Linked DNA regions of Zea mays: region 2 is linked to region 1. The links are chromatin contacts, called in public Hi-C maps. All regions are on one chromosome and are shown on one strand. The core of a region is the stretch at or near the end of the contact, and the rest is flanking DNA. Distances in the headings are between cores, read along the strand shown.

Region 1 (4,562 bases), core at 1,089-3,588:
GGTACCCGAAGAGGATGCGGGCGTGGGATTTACATGATGAGGTGCCACAGGTACAGAGCGACTGCTTATCCCTGAGCAGAGCAGACCCGAGTAAGGCCAACCAACCAAATTGTTTAATTGTCTATCTACTGAAGGAAGGAGAAAAAAAAGAGGTAACTGGAAACTGTCAGTCTCGGCATTGCATAATCGCATTCCCAGGTTCCTTCCTTTCGATTCCGTAAGCTATTGTATAGGACGATGGTAGGGTAGGCAGCTTCTCCCATCTCTAGATCTCGGGTTCCCACTCCTCGCAGCTGCGTCGCTTCCGCCGCAGCCTCGATGCCACCACCCCTCTCCCTATTTCGCATCCACTAGGTCTCGCCGTCGTAGCCGCCTACCCTAGCAGCAAAGTCCGTGGAGCCAACGACGGTGAGGCAGCCACGTCGGTGTCGTGGTCGTCAACGTCCTCCTCTACCCGGCTCGATCCCTTCCCCTTCCACCTTTGCCTGCCCAAGCCTGGTCGAATTCACTACTGAAGCTGGAGCGCAACCTCTGGATCCTCAGCCCCTGGATCTTGCTCTCACCACACCACCCCTGTGCCCCAACAATGGTGGCTCGCACACATTCTCAGATGCATTTTGGAAAGCAGGTGTCTTTCCAAATTTCCTAAAAATTTGCGTCACGGTGTCAAAAAAAATTCAGAACATCCTAACAAGCTGCAGCCGGAAAGGGTAAAGGATTCAATATTCTTTTGTTGTTCACACCTCTTTGTGGTTCATTCCTAGAGTTTATTTGGTTTAACACAGTGGTGAGTCATACACTGTAATGCTGTGCAGGTAGATAAGTTTGGTCTTGATGCTTTAAACGAGAATGTTGAAGGTTAAATGCATAATCCTGATCAAGAGCATAATCATGAGCAGTGAATCATGGTATGTGCTAATTGCTAAGCATATAAAGAAATCAAAACTTTTAGGGAAACCCCCTCTTTCTTTTAATAAAAAACGTGTTGCAATCCAAAACAATGTGTGGTACCACCCAAATCTTTCCAAATTGTGAAAAATGGATTGCATCAATTAATCTGAGTTTTACTATATTGTGCTCTCACTAAGCGAGCATATTTGTTGAACTTATATTATGTAGTACCTCACCTACTCTAATTATGTGGTGACTTGTTTCACTTGCAGCTCAGTTAAGAAGGTTACTGATTTCTAGGGCTACACTTATGTTTCATTAACGACAAAAAATGTTGTTGATTTCATAAGCAGCATCAGAAAGAACCATGTTGTCATTATTTCAAGTTTAGATTCTGCAAAGAGGAGGGTAATTGATGCATCCAGGTAACTGAAATTCTAGCTTCAGCAATCTCATTGTTGCTTGAATATTTAGGCGCTTTTACAATTTCTCGCCTGCATCAATTAATCTATGAGCCTTATCTTTACGTTTCACCAGAAGCTGGTAAAAAGGATGCTGAGTTAACATCTGGACATAGTCTGATAAGGATGTCACTGTTCTTTCAATGTTGATGTAATGAAAATCCTTTGATGATATAGATGTGTATTATCTTTTGGAGCTGTACTAAAGTCTATCGGACTACGTTGTTTTATTAAAACTAAATCTGGACATAGCCATATGAGCTGCTGCCCTGTTTGGTGTTGCCAACACTACATGTCGTGTTGAATTTGTTTAGTACTCGAGACAAGTCTATCGTTTTTATTTGTTAAAGCCTATTGGTATATAATCATTGTGACTTTCTTTGTCTAATTTTGGTGCCACATTAAACTATTTATCCTATATGGTGTAACATATGGTTTAATTTATTCCTCTGCGTGCATGAGGTGTCCAGCGCCCGATAGGGCGCTTCCTTTTCTAGTTGGATGTATGAGCTGAGCTAGGCTCTCAAGCCGCTTTTACACGCGCTCAATCAGGCTCCACACACCGTCCAAACATCCAAACGATCACTGTCTCCTCCACACGGTGGGATAAATCCAGGCCTCATGCAGCCATCCAAACAGCCCACATATGACTGTGGATTTAGTGGCACAAGACGTTGTGGAGTTAAATCACAAAAAACCTAATAAATTCGTGATAAAAAATTGGCTATTGTAATAATTCTTTTTTTAAGAATTGCAAGTGACCGTGATGAAAAGTCAGCTATTGAAGTACTTTAAGAATTAAAATACGTCTCGCTGTTGATCTTAATATTGTCTACCACTCAATGCATAATGCTGTTAAATTCTAAAATAGACCTTAGCCCAATCTAAATCAACGTTCCAGATCTCACCTCCCAAACCCTAGACCTCACACCCAAGCTCTGAGATATAAAGGTCGATCACTCCCTTCCCGCTTCCACCTTTGCCGCCCCGCAGGCCGCATCCGAAGCCACCGAGCCGCTACCCGTCGCCGCCGCCGCGAAATGGCCGCCGGCGCGCGCCCCCTGGTCTCCGTGAGGGCCCTGGAGGGCGACATGGCCACGGACTCCGTCGGTGTCCCGCTTCCGGACGTCCTCCGCGCGCCGATCCGCCCAGACATCGTCCGCTTCGTCCACAAGCTCCTGTCCTGCAACAGCCGGCAGCCGTACGCGGTGTCGCGTCGCGCTGGCCACCAGACCTCCGCGGAGTCCTGGGGCACGGGGCGTGCGGTGTCCCGTATCCCCCGCGTTCCTGGCGGTGGTACCCACCGCGCCGGCCAGGGAGCCTTCGGCAACATGTGCCGTGGCGGACGCATGTTTGCGCCCACCAAGATCTGGCGCCGCTGGCACCGCCGCGTCAACATTCACCTCCGCCGTGTGGCCATCGCCTCCGCCCTCGCTGCCACCGCCGTCCCGTCCCTCGTCCTCGCCCGCGGCCACCGCGTGGAGTATGTCCCCGAGCTTCCGCTCGTCGTTTCCGACTCCGCCGAGTCCATTGAGAAGACAGCTCAGGCCATCAAGGTCCTCAAGCAGCTCGGTGCCTCCGCTGATGCTGATAAGGCCAAGGATTCCGTTAGCATCCGCCCCGGCAAGGGGAAGATGCGCAACCGCCGCTACATCAACCGCAAGGGACCCCTCATTGTCTACGGCGCTGAGGGCTCTAAGATCGTCAAGGCCTTCCGCAACCTCCCTGGCGTTGATGTTGCCAATGTCGAGCGCCTGAACCTGCTCGACCTCGCCCCTGGTGGCCACCTTGGTCGGTTCGTCATCTGGACCGAGTGCGCATTCAAGAAGCTGGATGAGGTGTACGGTACCTTCGACACGCCATCGGCGAAGAAGAAGGGTTTCTTGCTCCCGAGGCCCAAGATGGCAAACGCTGATCTGTCAAGGCTCATCAACTCTGACGAGGTGCAATCTGTGGTGAAGCCCATCAACAAGGAGGTGAAGCGTAGGGAGCCTAGGAAGAACCCGCTGAAGAATATGGCTGCAGTGCTCAAGCTGAACCCGTACCTCGGTACTGCACGAAAGATGGCAGCCCTAGCAGAGGCAGCGCGTGTCAAGGCCAGGAAGCAGAAGCTTGACTCCAAGAGGACCAAGCTCAGCCCAGTATGATAATCTTCTCTTCCTTTTACACTTTATACATATGTATATAGATTCTTACCTGTTCATAGTAGTCTACATTAATTGTTCATTCTTTAGCATTGTATATTTACTGCTTCAGTACTGTACCAATTTTCGCCATTGATTGTGTATTTCAACATTTTATATGCAGCTTAATAGTCTAGCGTATGTTATATTAATTCAATTGGGTTGTATCGTGTCATAGCTTAGTCGATTGTTGACAATGGTACTATTCGGTCTTAGTTTCTAGATAGCGTTGATATGATTAGCTAACACGCATGTCACTGAACCTTTTTTGAGGAACTGTTAACATCAATGCTGCTGCATTTTTAGTGTGCCATTCAACTAATGAGTTAGCCCTGTTTCACAATGCCTGGGACTTTGCTAGTTTAACTAGTGAATTAGTTGTTTGCTCTAGTTTGTGGTGAATCACGTATTCCTTCTATCTGGAACTCACGAAGCTACTGCTTCTCTTACTTTAATAAATTAAATCCATGAAATATGCATTGGCAGTAAATTTATTTGGAACTGTAGATTTTAAGATGTTGAACTTAGGACAAAATAAAGCAACCTACAGTTTGGACCAGAGGGAATACCCTTTCCTTGACTGCAGCTCGTTATTTTTGCCACAGATTTATCTTCAATATATGAACTGGATGACACATGATTGTTTCGCCTTTTGCTGATGTCTTGATCCTAGACATTCACTCTGTTGTCAGTTATTTTTCATGTGTATTGCTGTTCCCATTGGGTAGGTAGATTGCTGGTGTTAGATGAACTGTGCATTGCATTTCACCACAATATTGATTACTAATGTTCTCTTTCTAGTCAATCTGGCTGCACATAACCTATATATATGTGCATAGAAATTTTTTGTACCTATTAAAGCCAAAACGACCTCAAATTTAGAATAGAGGGAGTCTCTCATAATAGTGAAGTGATATGCTGATTCTGTCTTGTAATTCTTTACAGGAGGAGACTTCTAAGGTCAAGGCTGCTGGAAAGGCGTGGTACAAGACCATGATCTCAGACAGCGACTACACAGAGTTTGAGA
Region 2 (4,732 bases), core at 1,260-3,759, 210 kb before region 1:
TGGCGACTGGGCGCCTCTTCGCATCTCCGTCGCGCCGGCGCGCCGCCCTGACGCCTCTCCGCCGCGCCCCAGCCCAGTCCGGCAGTCCCTGCAGCCTGCTCGCTCGGCTTCGCTAGTTCGCTTTCTCGGCTTCGCTAGTTCGCTTTCTCGGCTTCAGAGTTCAGACCCTGCAGAGTGCAGACTACTGTAGGTATGTAGCTCCTCGCCGTCGCTGCTCGTGCCTTGTGCAGTTGTGCTAACCGTGCTTCCCACTGTTTGTGTGCAAGGAACAGCCCTCAGAGTGTAAGGCAGTAACAATCAAAATGAAGAAGAGACATAGAACATTGCAATCATTTTTTTCTCCAACTCTCACACCCGTTGTGCCTAATGTGCAGCCAAGATCAAACATCAATTCTCAACCAACAGTGGAAACCGGAACTAGTAACAATCAAGCCCAAGAAATTGCAACCGAGGAGGCTATTGTTAAGGCAGTAGTAAATCCAACTTCACATGAACAAGAGCAAGAAATTCCACCTTCTGAGCAGTTATTCGATATAGTTGCTGATCCTGGGCTTAGAAAACCAATTGATGAATACGATGTTAACATTAGAGATGCTGTTAGAAGAGAGTATTTGTTACAGGGTCCATGTCAACCAATTGGCCATATATATCAGTTGGCCCAAGAACATCATGACAACCTTGTGCATAGTTTGGAAATGGGTGAAATTTTTCCGGGAAGAGGGAAAAACCAAGCAACTAATCTTGCAAGGCCCGGGGACACTCGGTGGGGATCACACCACAAAACATTGTGTCGTCTTCATTATATGTGGAAAGCAGTCTTAGAGGTATTAGAGAATATATGTCAAGATGGTTCTAGTTCTCAAAGAACTACTGCATCTGGTTTGCTAAAACAAATGGAGACTTTTGAGTTTGTGCTTATTATGCATTTTGTTATCAAATTATTGGGTAAGACTAATGATTTATCCCAATGCTTGCAAAAGAAAGATCAAAATATTGTTCGTGCCATATGACTGATTGGTGCCACATTGCAACAAATTGATGAAATTAGACAACATGGATGGGAAGATCTCTTTGAGGATACTAAATCATTTTGTATTCAATATAATATCATTGTGCCAAACATGTTGGATACAATCACTGCTAGAGGTTGCTCAAGAGGTCGTGGAGGTCAGTTGATAACTTACCATCATCACTTGAAACATGAAATATTTAATGTGGTGCTTGACCAACTTATTGTGGAGTTGAACAACCGTTTTGGTGAAAGATCTACCCAATTATTGAGATACATTGCCTGCCTTGATCCAAGAAATTCTTTTGCCAATTTTGATGGAGATAAGTTAATTGAGCTTGCTAAATTGTATGATGCAGACTTCTCTACATATGATTGCATAGTTTTGAAAGACCAACTTGAGATATTCATTATTGATATGAGAGCTGATCCAGATATTCTAAGTTGTAATGACCTAGGCGATCTTGCTGTGAGAATGGTTCAGAGTGACAGGCATGTTGTCTTTCCATTTGTATATCGTCTCATTGAGTTAGCTTTGATTTTACCAGTGGCAACAACATCTGTGGAGAGAGCTTTCTCATCTATGAATATCATTAAAACTGAGTTGCGGAATAAGACAGGAGACGAATGGCTTAACCATCGTATGGTGTGTTATATTGAGAGGGATATATTTACAAGCATTGATGATGCAAAGATATTGGATTATTTTCAAGGCATGAGAACCCGCAGGGTGAATCTACCTCGTACTAGTGGTATGTACCAATTACTAATATTATTAAATTTATTTAACATTACCTTTCAAGCCACATTTTTAATATGATTTGCTTCGAGGTTCTGGAGCAAGAAGCACTGATGTTGATGTTGACATGATATATTTGGAAGGAGCTACGTCATAACTTGTATGTCATCTTTAACATATATGACAATGTTGTTTCGCCGTACAATTTTTTTATATGCTACTATTAAAGTTTATGGTCGCTTCGGCCCGGGTCTTAGCTAATTTCTGGATCCGCCACCGGTACCTGTAGGCCTCCGTACCACCAGCAGTGAGCGAGCCTCCAAATCTTCGACGACAAGCACCTTGATGCTCAACTTCCACGGCATTGGTGGGAGAATCTATCTCCTCACCATGGCCGCCGGTGACCATCGTGGACAAGGCTGAGCAAAACATAGAGGAGTTGGCTCCCCAGCGACCCGTGGTGCTCAAGCCTGGCAAAGCGGCCCGGACGACGATGCCAGCGTGCACAGTCCCGGCTCGCGCGTGGCTGCTGCTCGTGGACGACGCTAGCGAGCTGCTGCTCGTGGGCCGTGGCGTCGTGCCTGCAGGCACAGCCACCGAGCGCCAAGCGCCGATGCGTTCTGCTCGTGGCCATTCCAATTTCCAAGCCCGCTTGGATAAAAAAAAAGGTGCCCTGAATCTGCTTCGTCACTGTACCGTACCGTACGTACCAGTGATTGTATTGAGCCGGCCCGGCCCGGCCCAGTGCAGCGGTGAGATACGATGAAATAAAAACTTCGCATCCATCTATCTCCATGCGGTGCCCAACCCCAACTGGGTTTTCCATCATGGCCGCCACCGGCGACCAACTCGCCGCGGTGCGCGTACGCGGCCGAGCCTCCGTCCGCGTCAACCCCTCCTTTTTCTCTCCCAATACCGCCTCATCCACCTCATCTCCCTCTTCGGCGCATCCAATGTTCGGCGTCTTCTGTAAGGGACAGCAAATGTTGATCGCCGACGAGATGGTAGGCCTTGCCGACGGAGACCCCGGAACGCCGGTGCTAGCGGTGGCCGTGTGCGGGCCGCAGGGAGATGTTGTGGTCGGGGGGCACAAACCCGCGTCAGGATTTGTGAGCGGGCACGACGGCGGCGGCGGCGATGTCGGACAGGTGCTGCTGGAGGCGATGGCGCTCGTGGAGGGCCTCCGTACCGCGATCAGGATGGGCATCACCAGCGTCAAGGCCTTCACCGATCACAGGCTGCTGTACAACTGTGTACGTCACTGTTTGTTTTAAACGAAATGCAGGATCGATCGAAGATCACTGCGCACTTGTAGAGAGCCTGATATTGATCGTATTTTATTTTGTTTTCGTACTTGTAGGGGTGTGATATTGATCATATTTATCTGTTTCCTTCATTTGGTTGCAGTATGTTTAAATTCGTTGCTTTTATTATTGGAACCTCCGGTGAAATTTTATTATCTACGCAACGTATCTGGTGCATATGCATGTGATACACATGTTAAATCAAAATCATCTATATTAGATCTAACGGCTTATTCAAGAAAAAAAAAGTTCACATACGTATCAGGGCAGGAAGAGAGGTTGCGGGAGGATTTTTTTCTCCAAAACCGAAGCTGTTTGTTGGATCTGATCCGATGGACATGATTTAATATGTGCACCAAATATATTGCCTCAGTGATATAGACTGATTAATACATCACTAGATATGTATCAGTGCATTGACACTGGATGGGAGAATATGGGGAGCGGCGGCTAGGCTGTAAATATAATTATTGTTTATTTTAAACATTGAAGTACATATAGTCTGGTGGTTAGCCACAAATTTCTAGAGCAGAGAGGTGTGAGTTCGAGTGCTTGTTTTGCACTATTTTTGCATGTGCTGGGCGTGGGAAGTGAAGCCATAGTTGGTAGTAGGACAGGTGACCACATTAGATTCTTAATATGTTAGATTCACATGCTAAGTTCAGTGCTGGTCTTTCATCTGTATCCTCCTGTGCACAGATCATGCTCTTTCTTGTTTAGATAAAATAATCTGAGTATATGTAATGATGTAAACTCCAGGGCTGAAATGCTTGAACTAATATTTCATTCTGTAACATAAGACTGATAATAGGTACTATCTCGTATATAGAAAGATACACTGCACGTTCTTCCAAACATCCCTAATTAACGCCGTGTTTTATACTCGCAGATGGTTGGGCTTTCTCGTCCAGCAGGTGACGAGCAGCTTGCAGATATGATCAGCCAGGCTCTGTCAGCACAAAAGCAATTCGAGCGATGCGAGATATCACTTGCTGAGCAAGGCCAAGTCGGCAACGCTGTGAAGCTAGCAAAGGAGGTGGAACTGGAGGCGGAGATCGGCAGGTACCTCTCCACAACAAAGGAGAGAACGGAGACATGCAGGATCTGCCTGGAGGACGTGGACAGCAGGAAGATGCACGCGGTGGAAGGCTGCGCGCACCGCTTTTGCCTCGTCTGCATGAAGACGCACATGAAAATGAGGCTACTCGGCGGGCTGGCCCCGCGCTGCCCGCAGCCTGGTTGCGCGACCAAGCTCGGCGCGGAGGGCGCAGCAGCGTTGCTGTCGCCACGGCTTGTGGGGATGATGGCGCAGCGGCGGCTGAAGGAGGAGGAGGAGGAGGAGCAGATGAGTATCCACCCGAGCCTGAGGGTGTACTGCCCGTACCCGAGGTGCTCGGCGCTGATGCCCCTGAGCGAGGTGCTGCGAGGGTCGCTGAGCCCAGAGTACCCTGCGACGTTCAGGGAGTGCGCGGAGTGCGGAGGGCCCATGTGCGTGGAGTGCAAGGTGCCGTGGCACGGGCCGTTGAGCTGCCCCGAGTACCGGAGGCGGTACCCCCACGGTGGCGGCCCTGAGGACGTGGCGCTCCAGAAGCTTGCGAGGCAGCGGCTGTGGCAGCGGTGCGAGAGCTGCCACCACATGATTGAGCTCGCCGTGGGTTGCGCCCACATTATCTGCGTGTA

Evidence for each region. Hi-C and Micro-C count contacts between places; a contact is called where the count stands out from the background.
Region 2: a Hi-C map of leaf shows a contact between it and region 1, with 5 times the contacts expected there. The contact joins the promoter of LOC103644179 here to the promoter of LOC100191314 in region 1. A contact is called at or near these places in 6 of 25 Hi-C or Micro-C datasets (ear, endosperm, leaf and 2 more).

Annotation. Positions count from the first base shown.
Region 1 is chr1:294,628,226-294,632,787 of Zm-B73-REFERENCE-NAM-5.0, reverse strand. It overlaps LOC100191314 (60S ribosomal protein L4-like), which reads left to right and starts at 2,338. Exons shown (of 2, transcript NM_001136748.1): 1 at 2,338-3,493; 2 at 4,481-4,562. The coding sequence starts at 2,393. It overlaps LOC103644176 (a long non-coding RNA gene), which reads left to right and starts at 244. Exons shown (of 3, transcript XR_002266894.3): 1 at 244-710; 2 at 816-908; 3 at 1,164-1,816.
Region 2 is chr1:294,842,504-294,847,235 of Zm-B73-REFERENCE-NAM-5.0, reverse strand. LOC103644179 (putative RING zinc finger domain superfamily protein) reads left to right here and starts at 2,509. Exons shown (of 3, transcript XM_008667372.4): 1 at 2,509-3,001; 2 at 3,942-4,729. The coding sequence starts at 2,543. LOC109943811 reads left to right here and starts at 1,122. Exons shown (of 3, transcript XM_020547314.1): 1 at 1,122-1,167; 2 at 1,558-1,761; 3 at 1,841-1,905. The coding sequence starts at 1,122. The coding sequence ends at 1,905.